2 separate regions of the Oryctolagus cuniculus genome follow, and region 2 is linked to region 1. The links are chromatin contacts, called in public Micro-C maps. All regions are on one chromosome and are shown on one strand. Each heading gives the region's core, a stretch centred on a gene start, on an enhancer-like site or on the middle of the called end of the contact. The rest is flanking DNA. Distances are from core to core; before and after follow the strand shown.

Region 1 (3,761 bases), core at 1,154-3,653:
ACCAAAACCTTTCCATATGATGGATAAATCACTCCCTTCTTAAACTAAGAAAAAAAGAATTTAACTTTCTGAAGTATATTTTGGGACTAATTCCAATTATCCCACTAAGCTTCTCACAGCATTGCTGAGAAACTCATCACAAATCATCTAAGAAGCTCTCTTTCACACACAGATCAGTTCTTCGCAATATGCAAGACTCCTTTGGGCACACACTCCAGGCTTTCTCAACCTGTACCCTATTGCTATTCTCTCAGTTGGGACAATGGCCTATGGTGCTGTGAAACCATTATCCTTCAAAACCAACGCCTTCATGAGAAAACCATCTTCAGAAGCTTTAACTTTTCCCAAATTGGCTGAGCTGATCAGGCACAGACTATTAATAACTCTAGCATCATAGGAGACTAACTCCACCAGCACTAGAAACTTTTTTTCTTAAAAATCTCTTGGGAGTTTTCACAACTTAAGTTAGGATTACCAACACAAGATTTTAAAAACGATTTGGGAGGGTGCTGTGGCGTAGCAGGGCTGGCATCCTATATGGGCGATACTTCTGATCCAGCTCTCTGCTATGCCCTGGGGAAGCAGTAGAGGATGGCCTGCACCCACATGGGAAGACCCATGAGGAAGCTTCTGGTTCCTGGTTTCAGACTGGCACAGCTCCGGCTGCTGTGGCCAATTGGGGAGTGAACCAGCAGATAGAAGATCTCTCTCTCCAACTCTCTGTGTTACTCTTTCAAATAAATAAAATCTTAAAAACAAAAAAAACAAAAAAAAAAACACTGGACGAGAACAGCAGAACTGAACACTTTACAGTCTCAACAGAAGTGTTCTAAGCCACTGTTACTTTTAGTAAAACTTCTCAAGACAGAACAATATTAATCAGTTTACCTGTTTACAAGCCACTCTAGAACAAGACTGCTTGGGCAAGAATCCTGTCCACCAACACTAGTTATCAGAAGTTGGGCAACTTAACATCTTTATGGATTAGCAAAGTATAATGGGCCTGACAATCAGTGGTACTCAATAAAGACTAGCCGCTTTGGTCAAGGAAATATTTGGTTATAGGTTTATCAATTCGTAACTCCAGGAATCGGTGTGGTGTGGTACAGTATAAAACTGAAAGCATTTCAGTGCTTTAGTGGACTTAGAAAAAAAGCTCTAGGGAGATCAGAAAAACCACGGATTACCTGTTAAACGGATGACCTAAAACATCCTTATTTCTTAAGCAGCTGGTGCCGTACTATGAAGAACGGGGCAGCAAATCCAGATCCAAGATACAAGGTCATCATAGCTAGCAACCTCCACTTGTTTTCCACTGAAAATGGCAAATTCTGTTGGAATAAAAGAACAGGAAACGAAACGAGAAAGTCAGAGTTTCATTTTGCAGATCCAAAGTCATGTCCGCAGGGAACGCTGGAGATGTCCGTCACACGTTCAGGTCACATAGGTCACGTCCCTCATCCTCTTAGACATTACCCTCCTAATCCTTTGACCCTCACTACCAGCTAAGAAGTATCTGACTCCAGCCAGCACCAGGTAGTCGTGTTAAGAACTCAGATGTAAGATGGCAACTCTCCACCCAGGAGACAGACGGCCCTGTAGACAGCATTACCTTCTGACTTTGGCATAACCAAGCAGCCACGCGCCCTAAATCCTGCACTTCCCAAGCAGGCCTCGCGGATTCCCCAAGGGTGTTGCTGCGGACGCCGCCATTTCAATGACCTGGACCTGAGGTTACCCCAGCTGCACCTGAGGGCAGCCAGATCTCCTAACTCAAGACAACTGGTTGGAGAAGGCTGGATCCGCAAGCACAGGCCCTCTCCTCCTCATCCGTTCCCAATGACCTTCACTCAGAGTCCGATGACCTCCAGCTCGGCCCGAGTCCCAAACACGGGCGGCCGCGGGCGGCCTCCCGGGCCAAGCCGACCTCGGCCGGGGCAGCGGCCCACGGGGCCAGGTAGGGCTGCCGGCTGCACCTGCCCACGTCCTCCCGGGGCTACTGCCGCGGTCGCTGGGGGTCGACCTGGGAGAAGCGGAACGCTAGCCTACTTCTCTGAGTTTCCGGCCTGCCCTCTCTCTCCACGCAGCTCGTGCCCAAGAGCCCCCTCCCCTAGCCCACCTGGGACCCTTTCACACTAACCTTCCCTGGGCCCTCCTCATAGTGGCTCCTACGGACCACGGAGGTTGTGAACCTCCGGATGCTCTGTCCCAACATGGCGCGGCTGGAAGCTCTGCGCGAGGCACAGAGACCGCAGAAGGAGAAATGGCGGAACCACACGAAACCTCGCTCCTTGCACGACCTTGTTCCCCTGTGTAAGGGCCGAAAAGGAGCATGGGAAGCGAACGTCGCAGAGACATCCGGAAACGCGACCAAGTGGCGGGCTCCGAGGATTGTGGGAGTTGTAGTTCAGAGCACAGAGGCAGGATTGTGGGAAATGAAGTCTCGCGCCGTTCACCCGGAAGAACGGACCCCTGGGTCTTGCGGCGGTGGTTCCTTAAGAACTCGGTTCTTTCCTTGACCTCAGGTTTAGGATTGTTGGGGTCTGTTTCCCGAAACGATTTCATTGAGTCAAGGGCAGCAGTTTATGGAACAGGAAAATAAACCCATCCTCCCAGCCAACACCGTTTGTGATTTTGCTCTGTTCTGTCCCAGCTGGGAGAGGAGGAGCAGTGCAAACGCCAGGGACCTGGGAGAAAACCCGAGCCGGAGCGCTCCCGCAGACACAGGGGAGTGAATGTGGCAGAGGCCGGGACGCGTTCCCGCTCAGAGTCGGCCTCGGATGGCCGGGGCCGGGCCTCCGGGGCAGTCACAGAGCGCCAGCCCCGCCGCCGTAGACCAGGAGAGCTGATGCCTGCAGGGTCCTGAGCGCAGACACTGCACAAGCCACAGAGATAAACAGCATGTGTGATGCGGCACTTACGCTTCTGACCAGTTACAGCCCCTGGGCAGGCCTTTCTGCCTCCCCGCGAGATTTAATAAGATGGTCAGAAGTCATGGGAAAACAAGCCCGGGCCTTCCCAACATTGACCGAGGGCCGCGGGGGCCCCTCGTTCCTGGTGGTCTGTGGCCTTCCTTGGTACAACACACAATGAACCCAACTTATGTAATTATATGTCTGTTCCTTGTGGCTGTTCACTCCAGGGGACTGCGAGGAAACCAGTGATAAATAAGCCTGGGAAAGTGGTGTTTGATTAGACTGTGAGGGGTCCAGCTAACCTAAACAGTGTTATTCATCTGGGAGCGAGTGTAGTGCCTCAGTACATACTTGCTCATTTATACGGAGTAATGAACAAGTGAGATTTAAGCGTATTTAGTGCAGAGGTTAAGACTGAGGGCTGCATCTGAGTGCCTGGAATCCGGAATCTGCTTTTGATCCCAGCTTCCGAATAATGTACTCCCTGGGAAGCAGCAGACTATGGCTCAAGGACTTGTGTCCTTGCCTACTTGGCTCCTGGCTTCCACCTGACCCAGGCCTGGCTGTTGCAGGCATTTGAGAAAGTGACCCAGCAAAAAGGAGCTGTTTCTAAATAAATAAATAAATATTTTTTAAAAGAACAAGTGAAATAAAACAAAAAAATTAAATAATGAAAGTTAGGATTTGTTTTGAGAACTGGTTACACAATGTATGCTTTTAAAATCTTTTTCTAGTTTTTGAAAGAGAAAAATCATGCCCTCTTCTTCAGAAAACCTTTAAAGATTAGTGTTCTGATTAGCTTCTAAGTGAATGGTGAGGTATATCCTGTACTAAAGATGGTGTCTT
Region 2 (4,237 bases), core at 1,121-3,620, 780 kb before region 1:
TAAAATTTTTATCAACAATGATTTCTAAGCCATGCTTCAAATTTCACATCAAAATATATAATGTATTACCATCACATTGCATATGTTACATGATAAAGATGCTACACTATGTATTGCTCTACCTAGGAGCATGATGAAACATTCATTTCATAATCCAACATCACATCCAGCTAATCTGAGCACAGATATTGAGTATCACTATGGAATTTATCCCTTCATTCTATTTTCTTTTAATGAGGATTTTGTAAAGGACTCTTTATCAAGACAGTCAAATAATTTCCAGAATAAAGTGATGCAACTCTAATCATTTTACTCTTAAAATTTTTTACTCATTACACACATGACTCAACTTGACATTAAAAACCCTGTGCAAATCTTCCTGCTAATTCAAATCTCATTTAGAGTCTCATTTAGAAGCATGGAAATTGTACTTTGAAAATATTGGGATAGGGAATGGGTGTTTTCCCTGACAACTGGAATGTCTGCATTCCTGCATCCTATATAAAAATGTTGGGTTTAATTCCTAAATCTGTCTCCTGACAGCTTCCCACCAGTGCATATCCTGGGAGGTAGTATGATGGCTCAAGTAATTGGATTGCAGCTACCGATGTGGGAGACCTGGATCGTATTTCAAGCTCCAGCCCTGCTGCAATAATTCAGAGTAATACTACTTTTTAGTTGGAACTCAGAATGCAAATAGGTAAAGGCACCAAGTTCTAAGTCCCCACTCTGCCTTCAATTAGAGAAGTAGAAAAGAAATAAACTGGTGCTCAATGGAGTGAATAGTAAAAAAATATCACTCAGGCTAAGTGACTAATGCCGCATCCAGCCTGCTCACTTTATTAAGAATTGTACACAAGCCTTAACATTAGCCTATCACCAACTTTATTCCACAGATGCTTGGATACAGCCCAATTCCTACTATACCTGAAAAAGACAGTTAATTTTCTTAGACTACGATTTGTTTAAGGTTTAAAAAATAGACCAGGAACACCAGGTTTTTCATATTTATCTTCCTAAATGAACCATGACACTCAACAATTTGACTTAGATCCCTGTGGAAATCATAGTCTGCCAACTCTGCCAAATGCCCGTTTGTAGCTGCTTCTATTTAAAACGAAGGAGTTGTCAAATAGCTCACAGAAGAACAAAAGCCACTGAAATGATGCACAGAACTGCCACAAACCCAAGATTGCACACACATACTCTACTTATCTGGATTACTTCTCTCCCTGCCTGCCTTTTGTACCTTTTTCTTTCTTCCTTGTAAGTTCTTCTTTCTCCATCTCCACCAGCTCTTAGTTGTCCATAGTGCATTGGACTCAGACCGCCATGTCCTCTTCAGCATCATCACGTCTTCTTCCCTCTTCCCTACTTTTTAGCAATGCACTGGTCTAGACTACGGACACATGTTCGATGGCACGGATCTCCAAAATGATCAACCACAAATGATAAAATTTAAGGAATTCTAAAACCGTAGCAAACCACAACTGCACCAAAAAGGGGGGGGGCTCCCCCTTTCTTAAATTTGTAAGACATTTTCATAGAAAGCAGAGTAAAGTCATCTTCCACCTGCTTTCACCCCTGTGGACGTTTCAAGACCTAAACTCCGTGTCTCGTCATCATCATCTGATTTTTGGATGAAATTTTCCTGGGGGCTTTGATACACAGAACTAGGTTTCCTTAAATGCGACAAACAGAACTGGCAAAGACTTAACTAATACGGATTTTGTACCTCAAGTGCAATTTTGGAAGCTGTAAACCTCTGTGACGGTAGTTATCGTTAAGACTCCCCAGAGTCCTTTACGAAGATGAGAATCTCAGGAGAACCCCGCAACCACCAGGACTCCCGGCTCCCGAGAGGAACTGGAAGCGGGCGCAAGCGTTACCCACAGGAAGGCAGGGGAGGCGGACAGACGAGGCCCCACTAGTGGCAAGACGGCAGCGTCCCACGTGCACTGCTCCGGTCGGCCAGCCCTGTTCTGCTCTCGGATGGTGACAGGGCTCCCAGGACACTGGTGTCCTCGGCTCTCCCGCCAAACACCCACGAACGCCTCCGCTGCAGGCCTCAAGGACGCAAGATGGCTGCCGACTTCGCGGCTCCCTCGGCGGTGCCCCGCCTCTCCTCAAACACCTTCCCCTTCAACACGGTCACCCTCCCTCGGGAATCTCCCTCAGCCTACTCCTCCCCTCACGCCTCGTCCCCTTCGGGTGCCCTCGGACCAGGCTTCCTTAAGCACCGGCTACAAGGGCCAACGCGCAGTCCCCAGCTCCCTGACCCGAGGGGGCGGGAAAGCCCGCGGCCCCGCCCACGTGCGTCGCAGGAGCCGCGCCGCATCCCGCCCTCCCAGGTTGCTCCGCGCAGGGCTCGGCACGTGATCGTGACGTCAGCGCGCGCGCCGCCGGCCTGGCGCACTCTCGGCTTCCGCGATCCCGCCGCGCTCGGGCTCGGACTTCGCCATGTACCACAACAGCAGCCAGAAAAGGCACTGGACTTTCGCCAGTGAGGAGCAGCTGGGCCGACTGCGGGCCGACGCCAACCGCAAATTCAAATGCAAAGCGGTGGCGAACGGGAAGGTGAGATTCCCCTCGAGGGGCGAGGGGCCGGTGCGGTGCGCGGCTCTCAGCCTGGTCGGCGGCGGGAGCTCCCCGGGCGCCCCCCGCGGCCTCTGCCTCGGCGGCGCGGGTGTGCGTGCGGGTGTTGGACAAGTGGGCGGGCGCCTTGCCGGGGTCCGAGTCGAGCCAGCGCAGTCCCCGCGTCGGGAGGCAGACGAGTAACTAGTGCTCGTAGCACGCTGAGAGCGCGCGGGCGGGCGCCTTCCACTCGCCCCGAGGGGATGGCGGGGAAGGCTTTTCCCCCGGGTGCAGGGTGCGGGAGATCGCGCGGGTGAAAAGTGGGCGGCGAGAAGTTGCCGGGCGGTGCGAGGTGTGTGGCTGCTGCTGCGGAGGGGGGGAGGGGTGGTCGCAGGGGCTGGGGAGGGCAGGCGAGGGACTTGGAATCTGTACTGAAAAGGCGGGAAACCTTGCAGAAATTCCAGCGGGAAATTAACTTTCTGGGATCTTGGTTCTGGAAGGCGATCTCAGGCAGCCTGGAGGGGAGCGCGTCAGGCGAGGCAGAGAGGAGACCCTGAGCCCAGCCAGTTGAAGACTGCCCACGGCCCCATAGCCACATCCCTTCCGTTAGGGGTCCCCGCCGGCTTTAATCCGTCAGCTCCACCCCTACCCCACCCCCCACCCACCCAGCACACGCCTCACTCCAGCAAGGGTCCCATGCGCCAGACCTGTTGGTACTGAGCTGCTCTAACTCACGTGTGTTTGCTATCACTGTGTTGCACCTGTGCTAACGATCGAGCGCTACTTTTAAAATAAAGTGCCCAGGACTGGGTAGCTTACAACAGCAGAAGTAGTGAAGGTGCTTACTGTTTCCTGTCGCAGCTGTGTGACATGATGGTTGACGGACAGAGAGATGCTGGAAGTTTGCCAACCACTGGAAGACCGTGTGCTTTTCGATTTATAATCGATGGCATCAGATCTGTTAGCATACGTATGCACGGACTTGGCTTCATGAAGTTCAGCTGACAGTCTGAGGCATTGAAATGACCACATACACTCTGACATGTTTTCCTGAAGCTGTTTTGTTTATGATGAGCGAGTCTAAAGAGAAAATGAGGCGTGGTGTATTTGTGTTTGTTCGAGAGGAAAGCTAAATGTAGTAAGAGAAGGCTTTGACGGTATTTAATTCACTGAACCTGTGCTCTGATTTTTGATCAAAAGGTTCTTCCAAATGATCCAGTGTTTCTTGAGCCTCACGAAGAAATGACACTCTGCAAATACTATGAGAAAAGATTACTGGAATTCTGTTCCGTGTTTAAGCCAACAATGCCAAGGTCTGTTGTGGTAAGTTATGGTGGCTTTGGAGTTTAATGTCCTTTTAGTGACTTATGAAATCTGACCTCTTTGAAATCTAATAAATTTTCTGTTGACTGCTCAAAAATTTACCTTGGTTTTAATTGTTCAGTTTTTGCTGTATATTTTTCAATAAAGGCCAAAAATTATGAATTACTGTATTGTGTCTTGCAAAGTATTTCTTAGTCACATTTCATAGTCAAAAGAGCCTAGAGGTCTAGTAGACAGGCAGTGACAGCTCATTCAATAGAAGAATAAAAAATCAAATTGCTTTCCAGTTGTTCACTAGTGAACAGTAGAACTGGAACCAGAACGCAGACCAGTGCTTTTT

What was found. A called contact is a pair of places that touch in the nucleus more often than the background predicts.
Region 2: a contact with region 1 is called in a Micro-C map of ear pinna, with 9 times the contacts expected there. The contact joins the promoter of CCNH here to the promoter of COX7C in region 1. A contact is called at or near these places in 2 of 6 Hi-C or Micro-C datasets (ear pinna and an unstated tissue).

The regions. Positions count from the first base shown.
Region 1 is chr14:9,552,210-9,555,970 of mOryCun1.1, reverse strand. It overlaps COX7C (cytochrome c oxidase subunit 7C), which reads right to left and starts at 2,403. Exons shown (of 3, transcript XM_017344576.3): 1 at 2,141-2,403; 2 at 1,188-1,331. The coding sequence starts at 2,215. The coding sequence ends at 1,215. LOC127492882 (small nucleolar RNA Z39) reads right to left here and starts at 2; the gene lies at 1-2.
Region 2 is chr14:10,327,720-10,331,956 of mOryCun1.1, reverse strand. CCNH (cyclin H) reads left to right here and starts at 2,370. Exons shown (of 9, transcript XM_002713905.5): 1 at 2,370-2,577; 2 at 3,775-3,897. The coding sequence starts at 2,461.